Linked DNA regions of Zea mays: regions 1 and 2 are each linked to region 3. Evidence: chromatin contacts called from public Hi-C data. All regions are on one chromosome and are shown on one strand. Each heading gives the region's core, a stretch centred on a gene start, on an enhancer-like site or on the middle of the called end of the contact. The rest is flanking DNA. Distances are from core to core; before and after follow the strand shown.

What was found. A called contact is a pair of places that touch in the nucleus more often than the background predicts.
Region 1: a contact with region 3 is called in a Hi-C map of endosperm, with 3 times the contacts expected there. The contact joins the promoter of LOC100217179 here to the promoter of LOC100278888 in region 3. A contact is called at or near these places in 4 of 25 Hi-C or Micro-C datasets (ear, endosperm, leaf mesophyll and 1 more).
Region 2: a Hi-C map of endosperm shows a contact between it and region 3, with 2.4 times the contacts expected there. The contact joins the promoter of LOC103654413 here to the promoter of LOC100278888 in region 3. A contact is called at or near these places in 3 of 25 Hi-C or Micro-C datasets (ear, endosperm and leaf).

What each region holds. Positions count from the first base shown.
Region 1 is chr4:199,506,873-199,509,668 of Zm-B73-REFERENCE-NAM-5.0, reverse strand. LOC100217179 reads left to right here and starts at 1,362. Exons shown (of 18, transcript NM_001317389.1): 1 at 1,362-1,658; 2 at 2,457-2,558; 3 at 2,671-2,796. The coding sequence starts at 1,554. It overlaps LOC100275453, which reads left to right. Exons shown (of 7, transcript XR_004857919.1): 6 at 26-215; 7 at 426-778.
Region 2 is chr4:199,085,610-199,088,309 of Zm-B73-REFERENCE-NAM-5.0, reverse strand. LOC103654413 (O-methyltransferase ZRP4-like) reads right to left here and starts at 1,341. Exons shown (of 2, transcript XM_008681248.2): 1 at 459-1,341. The coding sequence starts at 1,292.
Region 3 is chr4:199,307,878-199,310,615 of Zm-B73-REFERENCE-NAM-5.0, reverse strand. It overlaps LOC100278888, which reads right to left and starts at 1,382. Exons shown (of 1, transcript NM_001152019.2): 1 at 1-1,382. The coding sequence starts at 1,357.

The sequences.
Region 1 (2,796 bases), core at 113-2,612, 200 kb before region 3:
TTTTTTTTTTGTATTTACAATCCAGGGATTGGTAGAGAGGGTCGTGGTCATCTTCTATGACAAAGGGCATGTACCGACCGAGAAGTTCGTCTTCAAGCTTGCAGTCAACCAGTCATACCGTTCCAAGTTAGAGGAGGCGAACCTGGAGTTCGCTCTGCGAGCATTCTTGATCAAGCTGACTGTTGCTGAGCCTGTTACCAGACCCCTTCCACCAGGTCTCATCTTTTTTCTAATTTGTTTTTTTAAATCTTAAGGTCTTCTGCAAGAGGAAAGCGCATATATATATATATATATATATATATATATATATATATATATATATATATATATATATATATATATATATATATATATATATATATATATATACCTGCAAAATGTCTATCAGGGAGTGAGTGACGTGCTTGCATCTTGGATTCTGACAGATGGTAGCTGGGAGGTGACCGCCTACTTCCGGTCCCTCCCCGGCGACGGTGACCGAGAAGCTCAGCTGTGGATTCCTACGGACGCCGAGCTGTGGATGCAGCCTCCGCAGATCACCCCCATCAAGTCAGTCAGCTGTGACCCTCTGACGATGCAGCTCTACTTGGAGCACCCTAGCGTCACGGAACCGAAGGAGCCACCGGCATAATGACAGGAGCCTGCACCTGTGGGCTGTGATACACTGCAATGTATAGAATTTTTTTTTGCAAGGCAACTTTGGCACGAACCCTCGAGTCAGTGAAACCTTTTTTGTTCAGACAGAGGCAAGGAAACTACTTCTATCCAGTGGCTTCAACTTCTGGCTAGAGAAGGCGACACTGTAACAATCTTGGGCCTTGGGATTTTGGCTGAGGCTGAGGCTGAGGGGGGTGGCAGAGACGGACGACACATGGGTGAGAAGCACATGGCTAGAAGAAGAGTGGGGAGGAAACTGCCTGACTGAAAGATAGAATAGAGACCAAACAGAACCCTGCCAAACATGGCATTTTGCCGTGACTCGTACTCTCACTCTTAACTTCTCACTCTTAACTGTTTTAGCGTCGCGCACGCAGAACCTTTTTTTTCCCTCGGACGCTTCTACCACTGCCTCTGCCTGGGCCCCGCCCGCCGGCCGCCGCAGCCACGCGGCGCACGTGGTCGCGTCGAGGGAGACGGGCCGCGACAAGCCCACCGACCCACCCGTCCTGCACTCCTGCCACGCGGAGCCAACCCCATCCCTTCCCGCCATCTCGACGCCTCTCCCGCCAAAACCAACCAGGGCTGCGTGCTGCCGCCATCCCCTCTCCCGCCTGCGAGGACCGGGCCCACCGCGCAGCGAGACGGACGGGCTCCGTTTTACCGAGCAAGCTACCCCGCAGACCGCAGACCGCAGACGTATTAAAAGTCCGTGCGAGCCGCTGGGATCCGAAAATATTTTTTGGCGCGCATCCCAACAGCCGCCGCCGCTTCCCGTCCACCGGCACCGCCGCCGCAACCCTGTTAGAGCTTCCCTTCCGGTCGCTGGAGTGCCTGGTTCCGGCCCCAGCAGCGGTTTCGGGCACTGGGTTGGGAGTGCTTGGAAGGGGAGAAACATGGACGGAGTCGCCAAGCCGTCCACGAGCTCGGGGTCGGGGGTCACGGATAGTGCCTCCGCCGCCGCGGCCTCCATAGATGAGAGGTTCGCCGATCTGTGCGAGGTACGACCGCCCACCCGCCGCGGCGATTGCGCCGCTCCGTTGGGTAGGGGTTTTCGAATTTCGACGTTTCGTTGGGGCGCTGGAAATTCTTCTTTTTTTTTTCTGCGCAAGGCGTGGTTTTTTCTTCTCCACTGGCCATGCCTTGGAGCTCCTTCGTGTGTGTTTTTGTCCCGATTTTCTCGTTCGGAGTTGATGGATCTGGCGCCTCCCCCTTTGCTTTTGCATCTCCTATTTTTTTTGGGAAATGTGTCAGCTTTTCTGCCTGTGGTACGGTCTTCGGGGTTTTGTCATTTTGACTGTGCTATCGCCCGATTTTGTTTAGATTTTCCCAACCAATTTCTCGCTTGTTTAACCCTTATTACAATTCGATAAATAAACATTCGGACACATTTTTTTGCGCTTTTGGTAATACGTGTGGAAATTTATGTTCCCCAATCCCCAGCCATTTTTTTTGGTATGGTGGGGTGGGGGTAGTTTTTGTTATCTGTGGCTGCTCAATCGAACAAATGAACAGTCTATTGAAGGTTTCATTTGTTCTATACACTTTAAGTCATGTTGTCCTCCGTATGTCATACCATTAGTGATTCTGTGATTCTGTACTGTATCGCTTGTTCGCTGCTTGCTGTGGCTGGACTGCAGCTGCAGCCGAACTACTACTGCCTGGTCTATTTTTAGGAGAACTAGATATGCATAATCTGTTGGTGTTCCATTTTTACAAAAGATCGTAGGTTTTGCACTGTAGCTGGAGACCTCGTAAACCCTATTTTCTTATTTGCTCTGTTGTTTGCTGACGAGCAGAGCAAGCTGGGACTAGACGACAGCATGACGAGGCAGGCAATGCAGCTTTTCAATGAGACCAAGAACATCAAGTCCAGCATGTCTTCCTTGGGCGGTGGATCGGTAAGATTGCGTTTTCTTTCTCTCTGGTTTAGTTAGTGCTTCTTCCATCCAATATCAGGACCACGATGCATTGCTAAAACCTTTGTCTGCTACCTATTCGGTTTATGTGTAGCCCGAGGAGGTCGAGAGGTTCTGGTCTGCCTGTGTTATGTACTGTGTGTCAAGGCTCAGCAAAGCGCGGAGGTCGAAGGAAAGTGGCAGTGTCTCACTTTGCCAGATTTTGAGGGCATCTAAGCTG
Region 2 (2,700 bases), core at 92-2,591, 220 kb after region 3:
TGCATCATTCGCTGTCACCTGACTACCTGAGTACACTCCAGGTAATAAGTCGTTTGGACATGGTTTGTTTATTTAAGTCAAATTTATAAAACTTTGACTACATATAACCATTTTGTTATTTAGTTTTCAAACCTAATAAGAGTTTATTTTTATTTTAACTAAAGAACATTGAACAAAGATATTATATTTTAAAGTCATTGTCCTAACGTCTAATTGACTTGTAATTTGGACTTAAATAAAGGACCTGCCGTAATTTGGACTTGAAGCTAGGGTGTACTGTTGTTATTGACCTTTTTGTTCCTATGCATGCATGTCTATACTGTATAGTAGTTAGTACTACGACGTATATATATATATATATATATATATATATATATATATATATATATATATATATATATATATATATATATATATATATATATATATATATATATGGCCGTACCGTACGTACGTACCTTGAGGAAGACAGCGTCTGCCGACGAAACGCTCTCGAACATGTCACCGGCGACATACTTCACGGCGGTATCAGCAGGAGCGCCGGCGACGACGTTCGGGAGATCTAGCACGCTGCACTCCAGGTGCGGGAACGCTTTCGCGATGGCCTGTGTGGCGCCACCAAACCCGCCGCCGACGTCGACGAGGGAGCTGATCCCCTGGAAGACGGTGCCGCTGCCGCACTCCCTGACCACGACGTTCATGATGAAGCCGCTGTCCGCGACCATGCCGGCGTCGAAGAGCCTGCTGAAGCCGGCGTCGTGGGCGGCCAGCTCCCATATGTCCCGCCCGTGCGTCACCTTGAAGGGGGACGGGTCCGGCATCTCGTGCTGGAACCACCCGCGGAGGTCGAGGAAGGACGACACGAAGATGGGGCAGAGCATCACGTTCAGTAAAGGGCTCACGTTCTGCCCCGGTGGGCCGACAAGGAGACGGGACGCCGGCGTGAGCGTGTAGACGAGCTCGTCGTCACAGCCGCCCCCGTCATCGTGCGGCTCCTGGGTGCCGAAGACGCCGGTGACGGTGAGCACGCGCATGAGGCGCCGCAGGCATGGTGTCTTGGACGGGTGGAGCGTGATCCTGGTGACTATCTGTGGGATGGTAGCCGAGCCGCCGTGCTGGTGGATGGCATCGGGTATGCCGAGGTCGAGCGCGGCCTTGAGCGCCATGGACTTGACGTAGCCGAAGGTGTGGTTCCACAGCTGGAGCTCGGCATCCAGCGCCACCTGCTGTTCGCTGCTTGCCGTGTGTTGTTGCTCAGAAATTGTGAGTTTTTGCTCCTTGCTGAGCGCCATATGCCGCCGCCTGGCTTTTATTTTGCTGTGAGCTTGACTTGTGAAGCTTCACGGCTGCAAATATATATAGGCTCGCCGCTTGCAAATTGCACAGTGATTGCACTGTTTGCCCAAGTACGGTACATCTGATCAAGCTATACCAGGTCCGGGCGAACACCCGAAGCGATATGGTTCAGTTTTTGACGTCCCACCCGGATTCACGAGCGACGGCGTCCACCCAGACGTGTGCGACGGTGGCGGTTGCTCGAGAGTGCGCGCGGCGCGGACCCCTGGCCAGCAGTGGCGGTGGCTCCCAGACTCGGACGCGTGATGGTGGCGATTCCTCGATCTGGAGTAGCGTCGCCGGTTCCTAGATCGGTGGCGCGGTGGTAGGCTCCCCGATCCAGAGGGCGAGCAACGGCAGAGCCCCAGTGCGGGCGAGCGGTGCGAGTAGCGACGATGCTGCACGAGGCGCGAGGTGCGTGCGATGACGGACACAAATGACATCCTCCGATCCGGCGCACTCCGGGAGCCCCCAGTGACGACCTCCCTCCGTTCTTGTGTCCTCGACGACGTCTTCCAGCGACTACCACCTCTGATCCGTGTTATGTCTTTCGATTATTGTGTTTTACGCCTACCACATACATTATTTACGCTAAAACTGTAGGATTTTATGCTTTCACATGGAGTTCGTACATCAGTTTACTGCATACATATTTTTTGCATGCATATTAAAAAGGCAATTCCTTGATTTATGTTTGTTCCTAATTACCATAAAAATCAAATCACTTATGTTCGTAACTGCCAGATTTTTACAACTGTCATAAAACTGTCCATAATTCCGTCAGCGTTCTTAGTTGCACCGATATAAAAATCAAATCAGTATTTATGTGACTTTGTATAAAAAATTATGCTCTGCGTGACTCATGTCATCCATTTTTTGCGCGCGTGACGTGGAAACAAAAATATCATCCAAAATTTGTGCGCATGCAATGAAAACTCCCACGATCTGCCATAATTTTTGGATCTGCATAAAAATAGAAATCACATGCATGTGACTTCCATATTTTTTGGATCTGCCATCAAAATAGGTTCGTGAATACAACCCATCAGAGCTATCAACCTCTCATATTGGCTCGGTATTTACGCTTATAATTAAGAGATTTTATGCTCAAAACTTAAGTTTTTTACGCTCAAACCTAGAGATGCGTCCACCGGTGAACCACATGCCAATTTTTTACGCAGTGTACCTCATTGTATAAATATCTACACTGTTTAACATAATTTATATATGTATATGTCATAAACTGGTTCTAACGAGCCTAGTTGTATGAGTATTGGAGCGATTCTATATTTATATAGGAAACAAAGCATTTAAATAATATTTTTTGTTTCTATACATCTTAAGGTGGTACCTCTCAGATAGCGG
Region 3 (2,738 bases), core at 133-2,632:
CGCGCACGAACACGCCGGCCCGCTGCAGGACCTCCACGTCGCGCCGCGCGTCCACCACGGACGCCATCAGCAGCACGTAGCTCACCAGGCGCTGCAGCTCCCACCGGCCCCGGCTCTGCTCGTACGCCAGCAGGTTCGCGAAGATGGCGTGGTTCGTGTAGCTCTCCACGGCCGGGATCTCCAGCGCGCCGCTGCGGCGGTCGAAGGTCACGTCCACCATGCTCCGCGGCGACTTCTTGGCGCGGAACGTCACCCCGGAGTCCTTCAGCTCCGACGCCGGCGGCAGCTGCCACGGCATGCGCTCATCCGCAGACGTGGACATCAGTTCCTCGAGCGCCTCGCCGTCTTCCTTGTCCTTGCTGCCCGTGCCGCTCCCGTCCCGGTCCTCCGGTGGTAGGAACCAGTGGTAGTAGAGATGCAGCAGGTGGTGGATCTCACCGTCGGGGGGCCGCGTGCTCTCGGGGTCCCGCGGGCCGACGCACATGTCCACGGTGAGGTAGTTGACGAGGACGTTGGTGACGAAGTAGTCCCGGCCGAGCCCGCCCGTGGCCAGGTCGTAGAAGCGCTCGAGCACGAAGAAGGGGAGCTGGTTCTCGAGCAGCAGCATGTCGTTGTACACGTTCTGCATCGCCCACGAGGCGTCGATGAGCGCGTCCTCCGCGCTCTCCTGCCCCTTGAGGAAGAACTCCACCAGGAAGCAGCCGTCCAGGAGGAGCATCTCGGCGAACTCGGCCGCGGGCAGCAGCACGGGCTCCGCGTACCGGCGGCGCGCGGAGGCCTCCATCGAGCGCGCGGCGCGGGCGTACGAGGCCAGCGTCGCGCCGCCGGGGCGGGCCAGAATGTCGCGGAGGTACCGCCACTTGTGCTCCTCCATGGCGGCGAGGTGCCGGCCGGCGCCACGGTGGAAGGGCCCGATGGAGATCATCTGCGGCTCGTAGAGGTGCCGGTTGCGGTCGCGCATGGGCCCCGCCACGCGGAAGATGGTGAACGGCTCGCTCTCGTGCGCATTCCCGGGCAGCGCCGCCAGGCGCCGTCCCATGCGCGCCGCCATGTCGTCGGCCTCCGCGTCGTCACCAATCTCCTCCTCTTCATCCTCCCCCTCCACGGCGCTGCTCTCGTCCAGCCGGCGCTGCACGGACGCGGACAGCTCGTCCCCTTGTACGTCGCCATCGTCGTTCATCTTCACGTCGGCGTCGGCGAGTGCCCTGTGGCTCTCATCCGTGCCACTGGCAGCATCCACGAGGGTGCTGCTCTCGTCGGCCGCAGCACCGCCGTGTTCTCCCGGCGTGGCGGCGACAACCGGTCCGGGACTGTGGTTGTTGGGCACTAGTAGGGGCTTCATTAGAGGAGAGTCCATGAGTGACACAAGAACAAGATGACCGTCACATGAGACGGGACAGGTTAGAAATGCTAGACGACATTTTATATCTGGGTCCTTTGTACAGGGGCTCTCATTTTTGTACTATTGTCTAGTCAACATGAGATGTTGTCATTGTTTGACTATAGGATATTTATGGTGCCTGATTTTTTTATTATTATTCAATCAAAAAGCAATGCTGTCATCGTCGTTTGACTGTAACATTTATGGTGTTTAATTTTTCATTATTATTCAGTCAATATGTAATGTTGTCAATTGTTGAAGTATATATAGAAAAAAAATAAAAGTTCTCTTGTAAATTATATTTTTAATTATACTAGTTGTTTGTCTAAATTTATCATATAAAACATCAGGCACCTAAAATATAAAACTCTAGTATTTATATCTATACTTATATCTATATCTATGTCCACATTTAATCAATTATATATCTACAAATATAACTATACACTTATATAATATTAAATAAAAAATCTCTAAATTTTCGTCCTGCACTCTCTCACCAATTCTTGTACTGGACAGTTTTTAAGTAAATAATAATACATGTTGAATTAGAGCTAGTAATCAAAGATGGCCATGAGATGAGGCAGGACACGTTAAACGACACAATAATAAATGCTATAGATATATGTATAGATATACATTTACCTATAATCTTTGTCTAACTATTTCTATCTCCATTCCTAATCTCTTGTATTAAAGAGGCTAAGATTTTTTTATATTTCTCTATCTCTAATATTAAAGAGGCTAATATTTCTATATATATATATATATATATATATATATATATATATATATATATATATATATATATATATATATATATATCTAATCCCTAATAATAAAGAGCCTGAGATTTCTAGATATATTTGGATATATCTATAATATCTATATCTAACACCTAATATTAAATATGCTAGTATATTTTTGTCTTTCATCACCCACAAGTGTCCGATCTATATCTTATCTATTATGCGTCTCCAACTATAACTATGTACTTATATAATATGAAAATAAAAAAATCTGTAAATTTCGGTCCCGGACTCTCTCACCAATTATTATTCTTGGCGGTTTTTAAGTAAGAGTAATAATACATGATGAATTAGAGATAGTATTCTTGACTGGTTTAATCTTACATGCATTTTGTTCCGTAACAAAAAGATGGCCATCAGATGAGGCCCAATAAAAATGCTATAGATATATATTTACCTTAATTTCTATCTCCATCTCTATTCCCTAGTGTTAAAGAGGCTAAGAGTTTTTATATATCTCTATCTCTAACATTAAAGAGGCTAAGATTTCTAAATATATCTATATCTCTAATATTAAAGAGGCCGAGATTTCTAGATATATCTATAAT